Regions from separate parts of the Oryctolagus cuniculus genome. Here region 1 is linked to region 2. A link is a contact called in public Micro-C data. All regions are on one chromosome and are shown on one strand. Each heading gives the region's core, a stretch centred on a gene start, on an enhancer-like site or on the middle of the called end of the contact. The rest is flanking DNA. Distances are from core to core; before and after follow the strand shown.

Region 1 (6,249 bases), core at 3,583-6,082, 550 kb after region 2:
CCAGGTTGCCCCTCTTCCAGGCCAGCTCTCTGCTATGGCCCGGAAGTGCAGTGGAGGATGGCCCAAGTGCTTGGGCCCTGCACCCGCATGGGAGACCAGGAGAAGCACCTGGCTCCTGGCTTTGGATCAGTGTGATGCGGCAGCTGCGGTGGCCATTGGAAGGTGAACCAACGGCAAAAGGAAGAAAGACCTTTCTCTCTGTCTCTCTCTCTCTCACTGTCCACTCTGCCTGTCCAAAAAAAAAAAAAAAAAAAAAAAAAAAAAAAAAAAAGATTGAAACCAAATATGTTTAAGTGCTTTTCAAAAAATATTTATTTCAATGGAAGAATTAGAGAGAAAGAGAGACACATACAGAGAATCTCCCATCCATTGGTTCACTCTCCAAATAGCTGCAATGGCCAGGGCTGGGCCAGGCCAGAGTTGGAGCCAGGAGCCAGGAGCTTCATCAGGGTCTCCTGTGTGGGTGGCAGGGGTCCAAGTACTTGGACCATCCTCCACTTTCTCAGGCACATTAGCAGAGAGCTGGATGAAAATGGAGCAGCCGGGATTTGAACCAGCACCCATATCAGGACGCCTGTGTTGCAGGCGGCTACTTCACCTGCTGGGCCACAATGCCTGCCCTTGTTTAAGTTCTTTTCATAAAAGAATGATCCCTCTGTGACTGTGGGGTGCAGTGGGCTGTGAAATCTGAGCTGAACCCACATCTCTTCCACTCCAACTGGCGGGAAGCAGAAACGAGAGAGGATAGGCATGGGTGCACGTACAGGCTTGCTGGGGAGTTGAGGGAATTCCCACCGATGGCTGCTGTCTCTCCCTGGAAAGTGCAGGCCGAGTCATCTGCTGAGCTGGAGGGAAGAGACAACAGGGCGAGAACTGCCCAGGCACCCCAGGATTTCCAAGCGGCTTTAAGGGTGCAGCTGAATTGGCTGGCCTTGGTTTAAGATTACTCCAGTTGGGCATTTATGGTTCCCCTCCCTCAACTTGGTCACAGGTGTTGAGAAGGAAGAAAGATTAACACCTCAGAGGACTTTCTGCACAGACGTGATAAATAAGTGGGCAAGGGAACTGGAAATTCTAAGGAGGCACTGTGGCGACAGGACATAGAGTCTGAATTAGGGGGAAAATTAGGAGAAGTGAAAACAGGGGAGGAGACCCACCAGCACAAAGTCAAGAGACCAAGGACCGGAAACACTGCAATCCCTAAAGGGCTGTGTTAGGGGCGCAAGTGAGAGAAGCAAAGGGCTGGAAGGTGGTCTTACCAAAGGGTCTGTGTGGACTGATTTCAAACACGATAAAGCTCTGGGTGTGGACAAATCCAAAATGTGCAGTGGGAAGGAGGGCTTAAAGCAGAATGAACATGCAGAGATTTGAAGAAAGGAAAATAGAGAATAAAAAGTGGAAGGGTCAATTATATCACATTGCTTCAGTGTGCAAAAATAGAGGTACATGAAAAGTACTTTGCAAACTTCAGTGGGCGTATGAATCTCCTGAGGATCCATAAACAGCAGATTATGGTTTAGCAGATCTTGGATGAGGCCTGAAATTCTGCATTTCTGACAAGCTGCCAGGTGGTGTTAATGCTGCGGGTCTACCCACACCCTGAGTAGCAAGGACCTTGGTTAACCTGCCATTGACTTGCATACGTGGTCTTCTTTCACCAGTCCTGTGCTCCACTCTGCAGAAAGCAGCGGAACTTAAAAGTGGTCCTGCCTGTAGGCTGGCTGGGGCGGACAGCTTAGTACAGCTCAGAATCACTCAAAACTTCTCTGTGAGCCTCTCAATGGTGTAACAGAGACTGAGCCTGATACGCAGTGGTGGGCACTGGGGCTGCACGGTCCTTTTCCCCCAAGTCTGGTGCCAAAGCAAGCCAAGGCCATAGCAAGTGGGACTTTGGGGGGATGGGAGGTAGTAATCATGAGGAGGTGGGTTTTAGGAAAAATGCAGCAGAGGCAAAGAAAATTATTGACACAAGAGGATAAGCAGCTCTAGACTAAGAAGGTCACTATCTGACTCGACCTTCCTGCTCAAATTCGCTTTACACCAATAGCTGGCCTCTCTGGCCTGGCTGACTTGTTCTCCTTGTGAGCCCTGACTTAGAAGCTTCCTCAACAAGGCTTCTGAGGCTAGAGAGACCTTCCCATGGATCCCCATTGCACCAGCAGTGTCCCATTCACCGCTTTGTAACCATACAGGAAGCCACCATTTGAGTGCCTACTGTTTTTTTTTTTTTTTTTTTTTTTTTTTTAATTTGATTTTATCTGAAAGGAGAGGGAGGGAGGGAGAGAGGTGGGGGTCATGGAGATAGGTAGATATGTCTTCCATCTGCTGATTCACTCCCCAGATGGACATGATGGCTAGGGCCAAGCCAGGAACTCCATTCAGGTCTTCCACGTGAGTGGCAGGAGCCGAGTTACCTGAGCCATCACAGTTGCCTCTCAGGTTCTGAAGTAACAGGAAACCAAGCATCAAAACCAGCTACTCCCAAATGGCATGCTCTCACTTAAGGGAGTGCCTGCTCCCTCCCCCATCACGGTTTTCTAGTGATCTGGACAGAGCCTTAGGCTGCTTCTCGTGGAATTCCACACGATTGCAGTTACCAGGCTGGGCGCACACAATCACCAACCGTAATGACATGCATTTACAATTTTACTTTTTTCCATTTATGAATACATTTATCTGCTCATAACTGCTATACCTGTGTGAAGGTTGATGGTATATCGGTTTATGCTTGCAAAAAATACGTATATTCCATGCCTGTTGTATCAAGTGGCCTACGTGGTGTTCTGTCCCATTACTATGTTTCTCAAATATAAGTCCTCTTTAAAAAATGTGAGTAAATGTCTTTAAAATAATTTTTAAAGTACAGAATTATATTTCCCCAAATTTTATTTTTCTGGATCTTAATGTTTCAGTAATATGGTCTTGGGACTTGTGTTTGGGAATGCAGCCCAAACCCATCTCTATCACTGTAGTACCCCATCCCTCTATTATCCTGGCTAACAGCAGATACTCCTAAGAATTTTGTTGAATATGGCTGAATGTGAGTGAATAAAGTTATCTGTAGGCCTAATCAAACTTTTTTAAGATTTATGTATTTGACAGGCAGAGCTGGGGCCGACGCGGTGGCTCACTTGGTTAATCTGCCTGCAGCACCAGCATCCCACATGGGCGCTGGTTCTAGTCCCCGTTGTTCCTCCTCCTGTCTGGCTCTCTGCTGTGGCCCTGGAGGGCAGTGGAGGATGGCCCAAGTGCTTGGGCCCTGCACCCACATGGGAGACCAGGAGGAAGCACCTGGCTCCTGGCTTTGGATCGGCACAGTGCGGGCCATAGCGGCCATTTGGGGAGTGAACCAACGGAAGGAAGACCTTTCTCTCTGTCTGTCTATAATTCTGTCAAATAAATTATTTATATATAATAATAAACATTAATATAATAAGTATAATATATATATACATACATATATATATATAGAGAGAGAGAGAGAGAGAGAGAGAGGCAGAGATACAGAGGAGAAACAGAGACATCTTCCACAGGTTTAGGCTTGGCCGCACAGCCAGCGCTGACCCAAGCCCGAGCCAGGAGCTTGATCCTGGTCTCCCCCGTGGGTGCAGGGGTCCCAGCACTTGGGTCTTCTTCCAACCCAGGGGCGTTGGCGGGGGGCTGCATCGGAAGCGACCCACAACGCGGGCCCCTAATCAGACTTTTAATAGAACTGGGTGGGGGCTGTTTGAACGCAGCCCTCGGAGCGAACACTTTAACTAGTAGGGCAGACACGCACCGTCCCCAGGTGCCAGGTGTGGTCCACAAACCCGCGTGGTTCCCGGTGCAGCCCTCGTCCCGAGCACCGGGGCGCCGGCGGCAGCGGCCCCAGCACTCTCCCTGCGCACAACCGCGAACCGGGCGCTCCGCTCCTCACGCTTTCTTTCGGAATATTTAGAGATGACCCGAGCGGCAAGCGCCGCCGCGTTCCCCTTCCTGGCCTGTCCAGCGCCCTTCTCGGCCGCCGGAACGCGCTGAGTCAGCGCCGTCGCCGGCGGACTGAGCGCGCGAGGCGCAGGAGGACCGAGCACCAGCACCTCGCCGCCGCTCTCGCACACAAAGTCTCCCTGTGACAGAACAACGCCAGACACGCGTCCAGGCAGCCCAGGAGGCCGCCGCCCCCCGCCGCGCCCCGGCCGTTTGAGGGGCGCTCGCGGCCACGGGCGCCTGAGCCCTCCGGGCCCGCGGGCCGCGTCGCTGCGGGGAACGGGCCGGCGCCTCGGAAGCTCCGCAGCCAATGCGGCGCCCCGGCCCGCGGGATTGGCCGCCTCGCCGGTGACGCGGCCTGGGCGGGCCGGGCCGGTCGGCGACGGTGGCCGCGGGTCCCGGCCGGGGCGGCTGAGCGGGACCCAGAGCGGCGCCGGCTCTGTCCTGCCGCGCGCGTCCCGCGGCGTCCCCGAGCCTGGGCCGCGAACCCCGACGGCGGGGCGGCCGGGACTCCCCAGCGTGCGGGCGGCTGGGGGGCGCCGAGGTCCGGCCTGCGGGCGCGGGCGGGCGGGCTGGGCAGGCCCGGGCCGTGCTCCCGGGAAGAAGACGCTACAGCCGCGCGGGACGGGTGCAAGGTGCAAGGTGCGGTCCCGGCGGCGACCCGAGCCTGCTCGGCGCGCGCGGGCAACTCGACTCGTGCGGGGGCCCGGGAGCGGAGGGCTGGGGCGGCGCAGGGGCTGCGAGAACTTTCCCTGGGCGGAGAGGGTGGAGAACGGGCGGGAGCCGTGCCCCGGGCCGGGAGGTGCGGGCGGGGGCGCCCCGGCCGGCGCGGCCACGCGTGTGTGTTTCCTTCCCTTGTGCGGCAGCCGCTCGGGATGAGGAGGAGGACGGCGGCGCTCGGGCGGAGCGGCCGCAACTCGCGCGCGTGAGGACCCCCGGGGGCTTCCGCCATGCGGGCGCCGTGAGGCCTCGGGAAGCGATGCCGGCTCGCTGCTGAGTGGCTTGGGGAGAGCGAGGAAGCCCCAAAATGGAGGACTTCTCCGCCAGGACCTACGGCACCAGTGGCCTGGACAACAGACCTCTGTTCGGGGAGACGTCTGCCAAGGTGAGTGCGTGTCCGCGGGGCCGTGCGGGGGTCCCCGCGGGCCCCCTGGGGCGCTCGAGGGCGGGAAGAGCCGCTGCCGCCAGCCAGCCGAGTGCCCGCTCGAGACGTCCGGCCTGCCCTCGGGTTGGGCCGCGAGCCCTGCGGACTGGGGTGGACTTGGGAAAGTTCCGGGCCGTGTGTACACAGCGTCCTCGAGGGGTTCCCGTGCACCGAGGGCCTCTTTGAAGATGGCCTGGATTCCGGGAAGTGGCCCGAGATCAAAGGGTCCTTGGGGCCGGGCAAGCCAACCTCACAGTACTCCAGGCTTCTGAGAGCTTTCGCCTTTGACTTCACAATTTGTCATGCCCCCGGCCAGCAGGCCGGGAGAACGCTTCTTGTGCCCTCTTAACTTTGTGAGTGGTTTGGGCAGAGTTTGCCTGTGCCTGGCTGCCCCCGACCCCCTGTCTGGAAAGTGGCCTTGCTGCTCTGTGCCGCCTCCCGCGGTGAAGTGCGTTCGGGCCTCTGGAGAGGCCCGAGTCTGGAGCCGCCGGCATCTCTTAGCCCCGGCAGACGCCTCAGGCTCACGGGATGGGGACTTGCACAGTCTGGGGCACAGGTCTGAATTTGAAAGCTGCCAGCCTGCCGCTGGATTCCTTCATTTGTTGAAATCCACGTGGGTTTCGCTTTCTCCGAGTGTGTTGGTAAGAAAACGTTTCAGGTTGATGTCCAGGAAGGTGCACCTGTGCTCTCCTGGCTTTGCCTGGTCGGCACCACGTGCTCCTGAGGAGCTGGCCCTGGTCCAGATGCTGGTTTTCTGCAGCCGTGGCTGAGCTCAGCCTGGGAATCCCAGGAATGCGTTAGATGGGGATGATAGGCACACGTTGGTGGGGTTGGGGCAGGGCTGTGCAGAGGAGCGGCTGGTCATTTTTTTTTTTTTTTTTTGACAGGCAGAGTGGACAGTGAGAGAGAGAGAGAAAGGTCCTCCTTTGCCGTTGGTTCACCCTCCAATGGCCGGCGCACTGCGCTGATCCAAAGCCAGGAGCCAGGTGCTTCTCCTGGTCTCCCATGGGGTGCAGGGCCCAAGCACTTGGGCCATCCTCCACTGCACTCCCTGGCCACAGCAGAGAGCTGGCCTGGAAGAGGGGCAACCGGGACAGAATCCGGCGCCCCGACCGGGACTAGAACCCGGTGTGCCGGCG
Region 2 (6,438 bases), core at 1,771-4,270:
ATTTATTTGAAAGGCAGAGTTACAGAGAGGCCAATGTAGAGAGAGGTCTTCCACCTGCTGGTTCACTCCCCAGATGGCCACAACGACCAGAACTGAGCCGATCCGAAGCCAGGAGCTTCTTCCAGGTCTCCTACGTGGGTACGAGGACTCAAGCACTTGGGCCACCTTCTGCTGCTTTCCCAGGCCATAGCAGAGAGCTAGATCGGAAGTGGAGCAGCCAGGACTCCAACTGGCACCCATAGGGATGCCAGCACTGCACACAGTAGCTTTACCTGCTACGCCACAATGCCGGTCCCAAACATGTATATTTGATGTCTAAGTCCTTAACAAATTAAGACCACCTTGATAGGTAGTATAGTTCATAATATCATTAGAAAGCCTATAAATTAAACGCAACCTTTGGGAATTCAATGATACGTTCATTATACTACACACTACTAATACAAATATGTGTTGTGATGTTTTACTTCAGCAAAAAATAAGCAGCAAAACAATATTTTTTCAAAGATAAATAAAATAAGTGAAACATCACACCAACAAGCAATTCTAGAAACTTCATTACACACTCTTCTTAAAGAGTCTAGTCTGGCACTGAAAGGATGTTCAAAGATGTTGATCTTCAAAGTCCAGAAATTTTTAGACAGAAAACATCTTAATAACCATATCTGCTAAAATTTAATATCTTCCTTAATCCTAAGAAAACGTACAACTTTGCTTGACTTTCCTAATTCCCAATTAATGTATAAGGTAAGACAGCAGGTTTTTCAAATTCTTACTCTAAAATTTTGTTTCCTTAATGACATTTATTTTGTTGAGCCTCTGTATCTCTATCACCCAACAGCAATTTTACTTGCTTTTCATTTGAACAAGTTCTCATTCTGCAGTAACATTCTAAATTGTTACATTAGTCCATATAAACCTAAGTAGATTTCTACTAATCACAATCAAAGTGCTCCCACTCTCCACAGGGCATCCACCATTACAGTGAAAAGCAATGAGTGGTTCTATTAGGTAAGAGAGTCTCATTTCTCAACACTTTGGGAATTCAATACTAATCTCCCAATCACAGAAACCTGAAGTTTTGTCAGGCTACAAAAAGTTAAAACAAATGGTTTTTCATTAAAGACACAACAGTTGCTTAAAAATAAAATCTTAAGCATGGTGGTAATAGATGGTTGTAAATTTTCCAAAAACAATTTAATTACTTGATTACAAAATTTTCCTTTTCTGTCAATGTATGGTTTTCACTTACCCCTCCCAGATCCTTAATATCCTTTTTCAGTTTTTCACATATGGTCACAGAAGGTATGTCAAGGTAAAATACTTTTCCCCAAAGTGGCTTATATTTGGATTTTTCTGGTCTGTTTTCAGTTTTCAGAGATTTCAAAGATGATCTGTTTTTTTCATTTTTGACTTGGATTCCACCTGTTATTAAAAATATTTAGAATGAGCTAATAATGTCTTACTACAGATGCAGTTGCTACTGTCTCAAAAGTATTTCATGAAACCATAATATCACAGGAGCAATTCCTATAATCCCACCAATTAAAAGTTATTAGCATTTAAATATACTTCTTTGTAGTACCACAAGCCAAAGGCAGCAGGCCCCACACATTTTTTCTTGACCCTACTGTAAAAGTAGCAGTTGGATCCGCAGGAAGCATCCGTGTGCATTCACGACTAAGGCACGGAACTAAACAAAACTGCACACAGGAGCTTCAGAAGTGTGCAAGGCCTCCCCGGGCTGTTTACTGAGCCCCTCCGCCACTCTGCTGAGCTCCAACGCTGCCCACTCGGGCCGGCCGCGCACGAAGCTCAAGGGTTCCAGGTTCTTGTAAACCTGGTCTCCGCTACGAGGAGCGCGGCGGCCCGTTTCACATACAAGTTCTGCTGCCGAGCGACCGAGGCCTTCATGGTCCACTCGCTACACCGGTTTCGGTGAAAGCGGACCTGAGGCCCCAGCACCGGCCGCGGGGGCACAGCCCGCTGCTAGGTGGGGGTCCCCGCACGCACGCTCACGCCCACGGCTACGGGAGGAGACGCACGCTCGCCTGCGCGTCCCAACCCAACCCGGGCGGCTGAAGAATCAGACGAGCTGCTCGCTGCCTGCGCCACGGCCCTGGGGCCAGCAATCCTCCGCCCGAAACGCAAACGCCCACCCCGGCGCCCCTCCCCGGCCCCCGGCCCGAGCCCCGGCGCGCGACCGGCCTCCCCCGCGCGGCTCGCGGCCCGCAGGCCCCCGGCCCGCAGCTCGGCCGCCGCGGTGGCGCTGAGGTAATCCCGGTAGGCGGCCGCCCGCAGGCCCCAGCGACGACGCCGGGCGACCCAAGGCGGAGGGCGGGCTTCGTACCTTGGCCATGTCCTCTGCTGTGAATCCTCATGGCTCCCGAGTTCATGGCAGCCGCCCGGCGCCTACATGCTGCGTCCGGAGAGGGTGCCCCGCCGGGCGACCGCGGAAACACGGCTTCTCCGGGACACGACGGCCCAGGTACAGGCGCCGGCCCAGTTTCCGGGGCCGGATCCGGCTTCCGAGGCGCGGAGGAAGAAGGCTCCCAGCACGGCCGAGGGGGCTGCGGCAGTTGAAGATTTGAAAACGCGTCACGCGGCCGCGGCGCCTATACGCGCGCCCCGCCCCTCTCCCGCCGAGCGCCGCGCCCCGCCCCGTGCCGGCTGCACGTGCCCGCCTCCTCGCGCCGCGCGCCCCGCCCCGCCTCAGGCCCGCCCCCTGGAGCCTCCTCGGCCTCGCGCCTCGCCCTGCCCTGCCTCGGCCCCGCCTCTGGAGCCAAGCGCCCCGCCCCCCGCACGCCCCTCCTCGCGCCTCGCCCCGCCCCCCGCACACTCCTCCTCGCGCCTCGCCCCGCCCTGCCGCGAGCCCCGCCTCTCGCGCCTCGCCCCGCCCCTCGCGCCTCGCCCCCGCCCCCTCGCGCCTCGCCCCGCCCCTCGCGCCGCTCTGCCCCGCCCCCTCTGCGATGCCCTCTGCACCCCAGACCCCGGGTCGGCGCGCCGCGCGTCAGCGTGTCGCCCCGCTCCGATGAGTCGGTGGGACAGCGGTGTGGCCGAGGCTAGTGGACGCAGCAGCCCCCCAGGCCGGCCGCCTGCCGTCGGGGTCACTGCGCCCTTGCGGTCTCCCCGGAGCTCCGGCCCCCAGCCGCCCTCCCCAGGTACGCCAGTTTCCAGCGGTCGGACGTCCGGGAGGCTGCGGCCGGGCGGGGCCGGGCGAGGGCGGCAGCGGCGGCCGCAGCCCCTGCCCTGGGCGGGCTTTCCCGCAGCCCCCGCCGACCCTCGGGCTGCAGCCAGGCCGCCGCGGGAGTTCCGGGGGGCGCCGGCAGCCCCCGGCCCCGAGGCGGGTGCCCGAGCGCGGCCCCGCGGAGCTGCGTCCGCCCTACTGGGCGTAAAATGGGGATAAAGACGGGAAGGCAGAGTGGCCGCTCCGGGGGGAGCGGGATTGTGGCGGGCGGCGACCGCGGACGCATTCCCGTTTTCTGTGTCCATGCCCCAGAAGCAGTTGGGGATGCGGTTCCGCTCGTGCGGAAGAGGACTGTGTTTCCTCCGAGTTTGCGCTCCTTCGCTCTTGGCCCCGAAAGGCAGCCGTGCTGTGGCCGGTGGCGGATAGCCGCCCTCGAGCCCAGGCTGGGCGGGCGGGACTCGATCCGTGCGCGCAGAGTCAAGGACCCTTCCGGACGGTCTAGGCTGAAGGCCGGGGGCGGCCGGCGCAGCCCCCCGGGAGACAGCTGGGGTATTTGCGAGCCAGTGGACGTCGCTGGGAGAGGAAACGCAGGTGGATTTGAGACTTCGGGCTGACAGCCCGCAGGCCTAGGGGCGTGCCTGCAGCAGAGGTGAACAGGTGTGGCTTGGCCATCCATCTAATTGCTTTTGACAGAACCTATTTTAAAGTATAAACTGCCGAAACAGTGCAAGGTTTTCAGTGTTTTCAGAAGGGTTTAAAAGATAGAGAAGCATCAGTTGCAGAGAGACTGTAGTAATAGTCATGGGAGCGTGATGAGCGGGAAAGCGATGGAAAAGAGGGCCGCAGAACTGGGAAGGGAACTGGAAAAAACGCTTAAGGTCAAAAGTCACAGAATTGCAGATATTGGAATCTTAATGAGCTTCTCTGTACGGCTTTGGGTAATTTTGAGCAATTTTAATCTGTGAAAAGGGAGTTATAGATATTTCTCAGAGCTGTTGTGAAGATAAAATGGAACATTTTTGAAAGCTTTATTAATGTGTGCGTGGCATGGAGTAACAGCTCAGCGGTTGCTCTTTCTGGTGAACTCTACACCACTTCCTCCATCCCAAAGTTTTAAAAAGACTAAGACTTGAAAAATAGGCCTTTAATTTTGTGAAGATGTCATTGGTTTCTATAATTAAAACTTCTGTGGATGGCAGAGATAAGTACTAGATAAAAATGAACTTGAAGTTGACAAGTTGAGCATACTGTTTAAAAAATTTGTCAGTGTACAAGAAAATTGCACGTTTGGAGGATTTAGAAGAAATGGGACAGATTTAAGCATGTTTCTATTGAAACAAGCAAGTCTGTCTTATGCCATAGATATGTTTCTTATTTAATATAATGAGGCAGAACAGTAACGTAATTCAATACTTAACTCTGCCACACTCTCACCTGACTGCATAATTCCTTGTTGTGAATAAGCAGAACATTTGCTTTACCTATTTGTTAACATTTTTCTGATCTGTCATCCAAGGTTAACTTTTTAAAATGTTATTGGAGCCCAGATCTTTCAGTAGCTGCAGCAGGAAGGATTTGGTTGTGAATCCATGACCAATGAGGATGGAAACCTCTTTACCTATCATGTCAATAGTCAGATCTATTGGTAAGAGAATGATTATGTTAAGGTAGATCTTAAAAACATGCTTAAACAGAGTCATTTAAATGAAGGGTATTCATTCAAGAAGAATTTAATGGGGGCAGGGTTGTCTGTAGTTACAAGCTTTGGTAGAGAGTTCTGTTGAACAAAATTGAAGAACATCAGCAGAATTTTAGCCTAATTAAATGAACATTTGGCTGTGAATCAAGAGAAATGAATGTGGTACTAAGCCCTGTCCCTAAGAAATTTTATGACCGTGGGCAAATATTAACCCTTCCTAGAGTTTTCTATAAATGAAGATAATCTCTGATTAGTCTACTCTACAGCTTGTGGTGATTATCAAATGAGACCTAATATTTTTCAGGGTACCTCATGCATATCAAAATACAAATTTTGGGGATGGCTCTGTGGCACAGTGGGTTACAGCCCTGGCCTGAAGCGCCGGCATCCCATGTGGGCACTGGTTCTAGTCCTGGCTGCTCCTCTTCCAATCCAGCTCTCTGCTATGGCCTGGGAGAGCAGTAGAAGATGGCCCAAGTCCTTGGGCCCCTGCACCCACATGGGAGACCTGGAAGAGGCTCCTGGCTTCGGATTGGCACAATCCCGGCTTTTAACCATCTGGGGAGTAAACCAGTGGATAGAAGACCTCTCTCTCTCTGTCTCTACCTCTCTCTGTAACCCTGTCTTTCAAATAAATAAAAAATAAATCTTTAAAAATAAATAAATATAAATTTCATATTTTAGAATCTAGACATATTAGCTCTGTAATTCTTTTCACTTTGCTCTTCTGTAAAAACCCTGCCACCTGGCTAATAACCTTTTATCTATGGCAACCTAGCTTAGTCTTTATCTCCTGCTTCTTTGAGACCTTCAGTAATAATTATTACTGTTTGACTCTTCTGATATGTTGGTTTTTCTGAGGCTAAATTCTTAGTTCTGCAGGCTACGCATGTGAGAGTATGGTATTAGTCAGTGGCTGTGGCACTGAAGTTGCTGTCTTAGGTGAGGGTGGGCTGGCAAACCAGGGTACATTCAGCATTATCTGTTCCTTGAACACAACCTAAATGGAATATCAAAAATGGAAATACTCCTAACTCTCCCATGCAGGTGAGAGGGACACAAATATGTGAGCCATTACCTGCTGCCTCCCAGGGTGTGCATTAGCTGGAAGCTAGAATTGGAAGGGAAGCTGGAACTGAAACCCAGTCACTCCAATCTAGGTTGCAGTTGTCCCAAGCAGTGTCTTAAACTGCTGTCCCAAACGCTCACCCTGCAATGAGGTTCTTTATTGGTCGTATCTGTTCAGGATCTTGTGGACCTCCTGTACCTTCATATTCCAGTCTTTCTCAGGATGGGGATATTTTCAGCTATTATTTATTGAATAGATTTCTGTAACATTACTCCTCTCTTTGCCCTCAGGAATCCCCACAACTCAAATATTTGTCATTTAATGGGACTTCAGTGGCCTCCGAGACTGTCTCTTCTTTGTTGCTTGTATTCCTCTTTTTTTTGTTGTTGTTCTTACCTAGGTTTCAAATGATGAGTCTTTATTATAGGTTTTCTTTCTTTTGCATGATCTCTTGTTGAGGTTTTGAATTTTTTATCAGGCACT

What was found. A called contact is a pair of places that touch in the nucleus more often than the background predicts.
Region 1: a contact with region 2 is called in a Micro-C map of ear pinna, with 2.7 times the contacts expected there. The contact joins the promoter of TMEM243 here to the promoter of SLC25A40 in region 2. A contact is called at or near these places in 2 of 6 Hi-C or Micro-C datasets (ear pinna and an unstated tissue).

The regions. Positions count from the first base shown.
Region 1 is chr16:48,027,305-48,033,553 of mOryCun1.1, forward strand. It overlaps TMEM243 (transmembrane protein 243), which reads left to right and starts at 4,833. Exons shown (of 5, transcript XR_011382992.1): 1 at 4,833-5,071.
Region 2 is chr16:47,476,054-47,482,491 of mOryCun1.1, forward strand. It overlaps SLC25A40 (solute carrier family 25 member 40), which reads left to right and starts at 3,021. Exons shown (of 12, transcript XM_051853377.2): 1 at 3,021-3,161. It overlaps DBF4 (DBF4-CDC7 kinase regulatory subunit), which reads right to left and starts at 2,662. Exons shown (of 12, transcript XM_051853365.2): 1 at 2,351-2,662; 2 at 1,253-1,425. The coding sequence starts at 2,396.